2 separate regions of the Cricetulus griseus genome follow, and region 2 is linked to region 1. Evidence: chromatin contacts called from public Micro-C data. All regions are on one chromosome and are shown on one strand. The core of a region is the stretch at or near the end of the contact, and the rest is flanking DNA. Distances in the headings are between cores, read along the strand shown. Region 1 holds the start of Dlx1 (homeobox protein DLX-1). Region 2 holds the start of Hat1 (histone acetyltransferase type B catalytic subunit).

Evidence for each region. A called contact is a pair of places that touch in the nucleus more often than the background predicts.
Region 2: a Micro-C map of the CHO-K1 cell line shows a contact between it and region 1, with 2.0 times the contacts expected there. The contact joins the promoter of Hat1 here to the promoter of Dlx1 in region 1.

Annotation. Positions count from the first base shown.
Region 1 is chr6:103,661,679-103,665,413 of CriGri-PICRH-1.0, reverse strand. Dlx1 (homeobox protein DLX-1) reads left to right here and starts at 2,110. Exons shown (of 3, transcript XM_027420197.2): 1 at 2,110-2,607; 2 at 3,257-3,456. The coding sequence starts at 2,295.
Region 2 is chr6:103,799,135-103,802,869 of CriGri-PICRH-1.0, reverse strand. It overlaps Hat1 (histone acetyltransferase type B catalytic subunit), which reads left to right and starts at 1,610. Exons shown (of 11, transcript XM_027420199.2): 1 at 1,610-1,759; 2 at 3,390-3,494. The coding sequence starts at 1,753.

The DNA.
Region 1 (3,735 bases), core at 861-3,360:
TTGTTGCTACAAAGCCTCACCGTGTGGTTCGGTGATTAAGAAAAAAAAAATCTTTTAGGCGTTGACAAACCCTTTATTGGTTTACAGAATTTGGACTGGTAGCTCTCTCTCTCTCTCTCTCTCTCTCTCTCTCCTCTCTCTCTCTTCTCTTCTCTCTCTCCTCTCTCTCTCTTGCTCCAACTATCACGCTGCATGAAATATTTCTATCCCCAGCTTCATGCCCTTAAACCGAAGAGGAATTCCGGAAGGCAGGATCCTCTGCTGAAAATTAGAGAGAGAGAGAGAGAGAGAGAGAGAGAGAGAGAGAGAGAGAGAGAGAGAGAATTCCCTGTACTCATATTTGTAACGACATCACCGATGTAATTTGTTTTGAATGTTCATTTTTATTGGTGTTCCCTCTGCCAAAATGTGCTTGATTACAGAGGTCTGTCCTGTGATCATTGCACACTCCAGATAGGGGAAGGTGCCTCGGCGAAGGTTCAGCTCAGGCCAGATCAAATCCCGGGCTGTTTAACGCTGAAAGGCTGCATGTTGCTATTAGTGTTAAATATATGGCTAATTATGCGTATGAAAATTAAACATCAGTGTTATGCTAATGGGGTGCCTTCAGCTGCGGATCTGAGCACTTGAGACTACCATTTAATCAAATGAATCAGTAACTAATACGTGTGCACGTGTGAACTTTCACAAGATCATTTCCCCGTCCCCCGTCACACCGCTAAATTATGAAAGAAATAATTATCAACACTTTCTAATTACCTAACAAAGTAATTTGGGATTCATCTGGGGCTGGAGGGATTGGGAACCAACAGTACCTAGCAACCAGCGTAGTTTGCGCCACGCAGCACCGCGGCTTGTGGGGTGGCTGTGTGTAGTAGTGGTGGGTGGGGGCGAGAGGGCCTTTTGTATACTTTTCAATACCGAGGTAGACCGCGCCTTGGCAGCTTTTGCTGCCACCAGCGCCCCTCGACGCAGCCCCGGCCTGGAGGCGCCAGCTTTGGCCACTGGAGGTGAGGAAGAGACTTGGCGACAAAGAGGGGCATGTCTGTACCCAAATATTGGAGCCTACCACAGATTTGGATTTGCTGAGGGTTTCTCTCTCCGTCCCGACCCCCCTCCCCGCAGGGCTCCCAAACCCCAAGTAGTCTGGTCAGACCCCAGGAGGTTGGAAAATGACCACCTGGAGAGTGTTCGAAGCTCCAGCCGCCTGGCGCCCGCAGGTCCCAGGACTCCACGCTGCGCCGCGCCCGCGGGGCCAGTGAGCCCCGGGCGCATGGCTCAGGGGGAGTGGGGAGGGGAGGGGGAGGCAGGAAGGTTGGGAGGGAAAAGGGGGGAGGCGGTGCAGCCGCCTTTCCTGGGAGGAGAAGCGCGGGTTCCTGGCTTTCCAAGTGCACTGCTTTGATCAGACCCGTGCAGCCTCTAGCTGGAGTGGCCAGCTGGGCCTGGAGAGATGCGAGCAAGCCCCTGGGAGCGGTGGCAGCGGCGGCGCGGCGGCCGAGTGAGTGAGTTGGGCCGGAGGGTTCCCAAACCCCGATCCCCGGGATGTGGCTGAGAGGACCCGGGCCTGGGAGGTACGGCCTGGAGCGCGCTGAGCTAGGCATAGGATGCTCGGGAGAACCGCTGGCTGCTGGCTACCTGGGTTGTCTCCCAATGCGCGACCCCGCGATCCAGAGAGACCGCGGCCAGACTGGAGCGGCTCTCTGCACCGGACTGGGTGACCGCGAGAAGTGGTCCGGGGTCCCAGGAGTTGGGGGCGGGCGAAGGGTGGGGACAGCAAGGGGGAGGGCAACGGCAGGGAGCCGCTGGTTGGTTTCTGGGGCGGGAAGCGCGCGAGGGAGGCGGGAGGCTGGAGTCGCGGGCCTCCAAAGTCCCAGCGCGGATGGACGCCGCAGCCCATTGTGCTTCACGCTCCGCGCGCTCTGTTGCAGAGGAGCCCGGGCCGGGACGTGTGGACCCGACTCTCCCCAGGCCGGGCCGCGTCGCCCGCTCTAGTCCAGCCAAGCCGGAGCTTCTCGGACCAATCCCCGGTGATTATGCAAGAGAGCCGACCAATCAGCTCCACCAGCTCATGAATATTTATGACCTTGGCTGAGTCAAAGCTTTGAACCGAGTTTGGGGAGCTCGGCAGCATCATGCTTAGACTTTTCAAAGAGACAAACTCCATTTTCTTATGAATGGAAAGTGAAAACCCCTGTTCCGCTTAAATTGGGTTCCTTCCTGTCCTGAGAAACATAGAGACCCCCAAAAGGGAAGCAGAGGAGAGAAAGACCCACACCCAGACCCCGCGAGAAGAGATGACCATGACCACCATGCCAGAAAGTCTCAACAGCCCCGTGTCGGGCAAGGCGGTGTTTATGGAGTTTGGGCCGCCCAACCAGCAAATGTCTCCTTCTCCCATGTCCCACGGGCACTACTCCATGCACTGTTTACACTCGGCCGGCCATTCGCAGCCCGACAGTGCCTACAGTTCGGCCTCATCCTTCTCCCGACCGCTGGGCTACCCCTACGTCAACTCGGTCAGCAGCCACGCGTCCAGCCCCTACATCAGTTCCGTGCAGTCCTACCCCGGCAGTGCCAGCCTCGCCCAGAGCCGCCTGGAGGACCCAGGTACGTGCGCTTGCCAGGGACAAGGAGAGAAGGGTAGGAAAAAGGGGGAGAAGGGGAGGGGGAACGAGAGAAGACAAGAGAGAAGAGTGGGGTAGAGAGAGGTGGGTGGGGGTGGGGAAGGCGCGGAAGTAGTAGAGGTTTCGGATATCAATCTATAGATCCTTGTCACTGAAAAGAAAAAAAAAATATTAAGTCAATTCAATTTACAACTGTCCAGCAAAGGATAAATCCGAGCGCGTCTCCTGGCACTGGCTGGGCCTCCGGACTGCTCGGTGCGTCGAGCACACAATGCCCTGCTGCAGAACAGAAACCCACATGTGCGCGTATTAGTCTCGGTAATTATTTATTGCGTAGCGCTATAAACAATGTATGCAATTAAGGGTAATTAAACCTCAACTACCGCCTGCAAAAATAGCAAACTTTCCCTGCAAAGGCAATAGCTGCGCTCTTGGGATCGGCCCAATTCTGTCTGCAGCAGACAGGGATCTGCGCTCGGACCTTGAGGAACCTTTGCAGTCTTTCAGGGTTTCTTGAGCGTTCTTTTCCGGACCCTGCCTCTACCAGCCCATCCATAGACACTCTCTCTCGTCCCTCCGCATTAAAGGCAGTCCAGAATTAACAAGGGTATTTGCTTCTGTTGTCCCTCCAGGGGCGGACTCCGAGAAGAGCACCGTGGTGGAAGGCGGTGAAGTGCGCTTTAATGGCAAAGGGAAAAAGATCCGTAAACCCAGGACAATTTATTCCAGTTTGCAGTTGCAGGCTTTGAATCGGAGGTTCCAACAAACTCAGTACCTAGCTCTCCCTGAGAGGGCGGAGCTCGCAGCCTCCTTGGGACTCACACAGACTCAGGTACCTGGCCTCTGCCTGTCCGACAAATAGGGTTCCTGAGCTGGGTTTGAGCCCTAGGCTTCGAATTTCTTGTTCACTGGGCCTCTGGTTCGAGATGTCACTGTGCCTGTGTGTGCGTGTGTGCGTGTGTGCGTGTGTGCGTGTGTGCGTGTGTGTGTGTGTGTGTGTGTGTGTGTGTGTGTGTGTGTGTGTGTGTGTCCACCTCTGACTTCCAGTGTCTCCCCTTCCTCCCACATGCTGTCTGTCCTAGCTCGGACTCTACTCTGACCTGCAGGCTGC
Region 2 (3,735 bases), core at 361-2,860, 140 kb before region 1:
ACCCTCAGAAAGCACTCCAAATTTGATGATCCCTTCCCCAGAGATGCTCAAGACCACTCCGACAGGGTATTTAAATTGTCCCCCAGAAAACAGACTGGTGTTTTTCCAGTCTCTCTTTCCCATCTCCTCTCTAGGGGGTTGGAAGGCCATCAGGGAGCATTGTAGCCATTAAATGTGGGCCATTTCTAATTTGGTTTGATTTGCTCTGATTTGGATTGCTGCATCGGTGGACAGGCCTATTGGGGTGCAGAAATTTTTCACTTCCAACATATAATGGCAAGGATATATATGACCATTCCAAAAGGTCAGGAAGGGAGCACAGTGAGGAAATACTGGACCAAAGCAAGACAGAGAAGTAACTGGGCAAACCCCAACCTCTGCATCTCCATGTCTGATGTCAAAACACTCTTCAGATAACTTCAGCTTGTGTCAAGTTGACATAAATCTCCCCAGCACAGTCCTCTTTTATAATTTTTTAAAAATAAATTCTGTTGGTACGATTCCTCTAGAAAAGTTGACTAACACAAGGAGCACATAACTTAAGAGGAGAGAGGGTCACGATTTACAACCTAAGGACAGATCAGGAAGAGAGGCCTCCCTTCTGTGAAAACCAAAAAAGAAAGGGAGTGGGCAAGGAAGAAAGGGAAAAAAAGAGAATCAGCCCCAGGAAAGGAAATTGCCAAGTTCCTCTTCAGTTGTCTACAGTCTCTGGAAGAACCCAATTCTCCAGATACTCAGGTCTCCAGAGGCTGAGGGTCCTGGGTCAGTGGACTGGTAACTACCAGGTTCCTGGCCTTTACAGTGATATAACCTCTTCAATTGTACAATATAAGCCAAGATAATAAATCTTTTTGTTGTTGTTTTGTTTCTTTGAGACAGGGTTTCTTTGTGTAGCCCTGGCTGTTCTGGAACTTGCTTTGTAGATCCGGCACGCCTGGAACTCACAGAAACAGGCCTGCCTCTGGCTCCCAAGTGCTAGGTTTAAAGGAGTATGCCACTACCTCCCACTCTGAGTTCTTTAATATGACACTGTTTATCATATTGAAATCATGAAGTTTATTATGGACCAGTGGCAAAGTGTTTTGCCCAGCGTAAGCATGACTCTGGGCTGGACACCCAGTTCCAAAATACGAATACAATACAGAGAAAACGATTTAAAATGGGTTATGGCAAAAATAGAGACAAGTAAAAAATTTAAAACTTCGAATGAGCCGGGCCGTGGTGGCGCACGCCTTTAATCCCAGCACTCGGGAGGCAGAGGCAGGCGGATTCCTGTGAGTTCGAGACCAGCCTCGTCTACAGAGCGAGTTCCAGGACAGCCTCCAAAGCCACAGAGAAACCCTGTCTCAAAAAACCCAAACCAAACCAAAACTTCGGAGTGAAACGTGTCAAAGGGAGGGATTTTCAGCCTCTGCGAGGGAGAGGGAAAAACCGCCGTAGGCTGTCTGAGAGTTAGCGTTAATTCCCATGAAAATCTCTAGCAGCCAACAAGCTGCGCGGGGCTGCGCGCGGAAGACCAGCAGCAGGGATGTACGCCCTCGCGGTGGCTAGGCAACCGCTCGCGCCTTCTCACGGTACTAGCCCCGCCTCCTGAGCACTTCCGTCCCCGCGCTCCCAGAACTACCTCCTCTCATTGGCTCGTGCCTCCCCGAGGTTGGGCGGGGGAAATGCGTCATCATTGCGCTCATTTCCGGTCCGGGAGCGCGCGGGTTGATTTGTCCTTCCTCAGCCGCGGGCCCTCACAGCTCGGAAATGGCGGGTAAGTTCCCGGGAAAAGTTTAGCAAGGGGAGGAGGCGGGTGGTTCTGGGGAAGAACGTCGAGGCGGCTGTGACAGTGGCCGACTGGAACTTTCGAGCTCTAGCCGAAGTTCCAGAAGGCCTCTCCCTGCCGCGAGGCACCGAGCGTCGGAGGCTGCCTCCCGGTGGGCCGCGCTCGGTGCCGCCGCCCCCAGTGCTTGCGCTCCGCGCCTTCCGTGGGCCACCGGGCCCTGCCGAGGAGGGTAGGCGCGCCCGGGGCAGAGCGTGCGATTTCGTCTGGTGAAGCGTGGTCAGCATCGGGGCCTGTTTTTCTCTTTCATTTTGCCCGCTGCTGCCCTAATGTAGTCATCGGGTTCATTTCCCGCCAGCTGATGCTCCCAGGGCCCTGCCCACCTTCCCCACGGCCAGCTTCTGTGCGAGCGCAGTGCTGCGCTGACCTGTTCCCGGGCACACTCTGGGTCTGTTAACCCTGCAGGATTATTGAGATAATTTTTAGATGTCTTTTGAGAAAGACGTTTCTGCACTGCCGAACTTCTATTTTAGAGTGGGACTTGTGTACTGTATGTAGTAGTTGGTATTCTCTTATTCTGGTTTCATTTGAGTCTTCTAGTCTTCGGTGTTTAAGAATGTTTAAATTGCCGGGCCCTGGTGGTGCACTCCTTTGATCCCAATACTCAGGAGGCAGAGGCAGGAAGAACTCTGTGAGTTTGAGGCCAGCCTGGTCTACAGAATGATTTCCAGAACAGCCAGGGCTACTCGGTGCAACCCTGTCTCGAACAAAAGTAAATTGCTATTGAACTGTTTTGATGTATTTTCTTTTGAAGTGGTGGGTATTTTCTTTTGTAATTATCCCCTAGTCCTTCACATTGAGTCACCATCACTACGGGTTAAACTCGCTCCACTTTTACAGGTGGGCTGGATTACCAAACTGTGTAGTTTGAAATTTGCTTGTGTTTAAGAAACGAAGTTGTCTAGTAGGATATTGGATTACCCTGTTACCATAAAAGAGTTACTGTATAATGAAAATTACATCAAAAATTCGAACTTGAGCCCTACAATTAACCCTCTTCCTTAGCCTGAGTTATTGAATGAGGGCTGAAGCAGTACATACTTAAAGGTGATTTCTATAACCGGTTTCTTGAAATGAGTTTTGTTACCATCATGCAGGGTACACTGGCTCCAGCTCAGTGCTGTCATAGCCTCCTGCATGAATTACAGGCCTGGCTCAAGAGTGGTTTTATCTTCTGTTTTATGAGGCATTCTTTTTCCTCTTTCTTTTCTTTTTTTTAAAGATTTTATTTATTTGTATACAACATTCTGCTTCCATGTATATCTGCACACCAGAAGAGGGCACCATATCTTATAACGGATGGTTGTGAGCCACCATGTGGTTGCTGGGAATTGAACTCAGGACCTCTGGAAGGGCAGTCGGTGCTCTTAACCGCTGAGCCATCTCTCCAGCCCCCTTATGAGGCATACTTATGCAGTGTATTTATTGAAGGGTTCATGGAGAGAGACCTGTACTGTTGTAGCATGTATGTTTTCCATCTTATCCTTAGCCTACTTCAAATAAAAATCCTGCTTGTAGGTATTTAAATCACTTCTAACCAACCTTTCAAAACTTCTTCTAGGATTTGGTGCAATGGAGAAATTTCTGGTGGAATATAAGAGTGCAGTGGAGAAGAAATTGGCCGAGTACAAATGTAACACCAATACAGCGATCGAACTGAAATTAGGTACGTATGTAATTTCAGAATGATTTATATAACATGGCCTTTTAAAATTTGAAATAAAATTTTATTTTAAGAATAATTATATAACTGGTATTTCCTGCATTTGTGAACATTGAGTTTATGCTGTGGAATGGGTAGGTGGAAGACAGCAGTTTAACACATGGGAAAGATACTGTGGCAAAAAGTCACAGGTATGTGTAATCTCAGCTTCTTAAAGAAATTTACTTTCTTGCTTTTGAATATG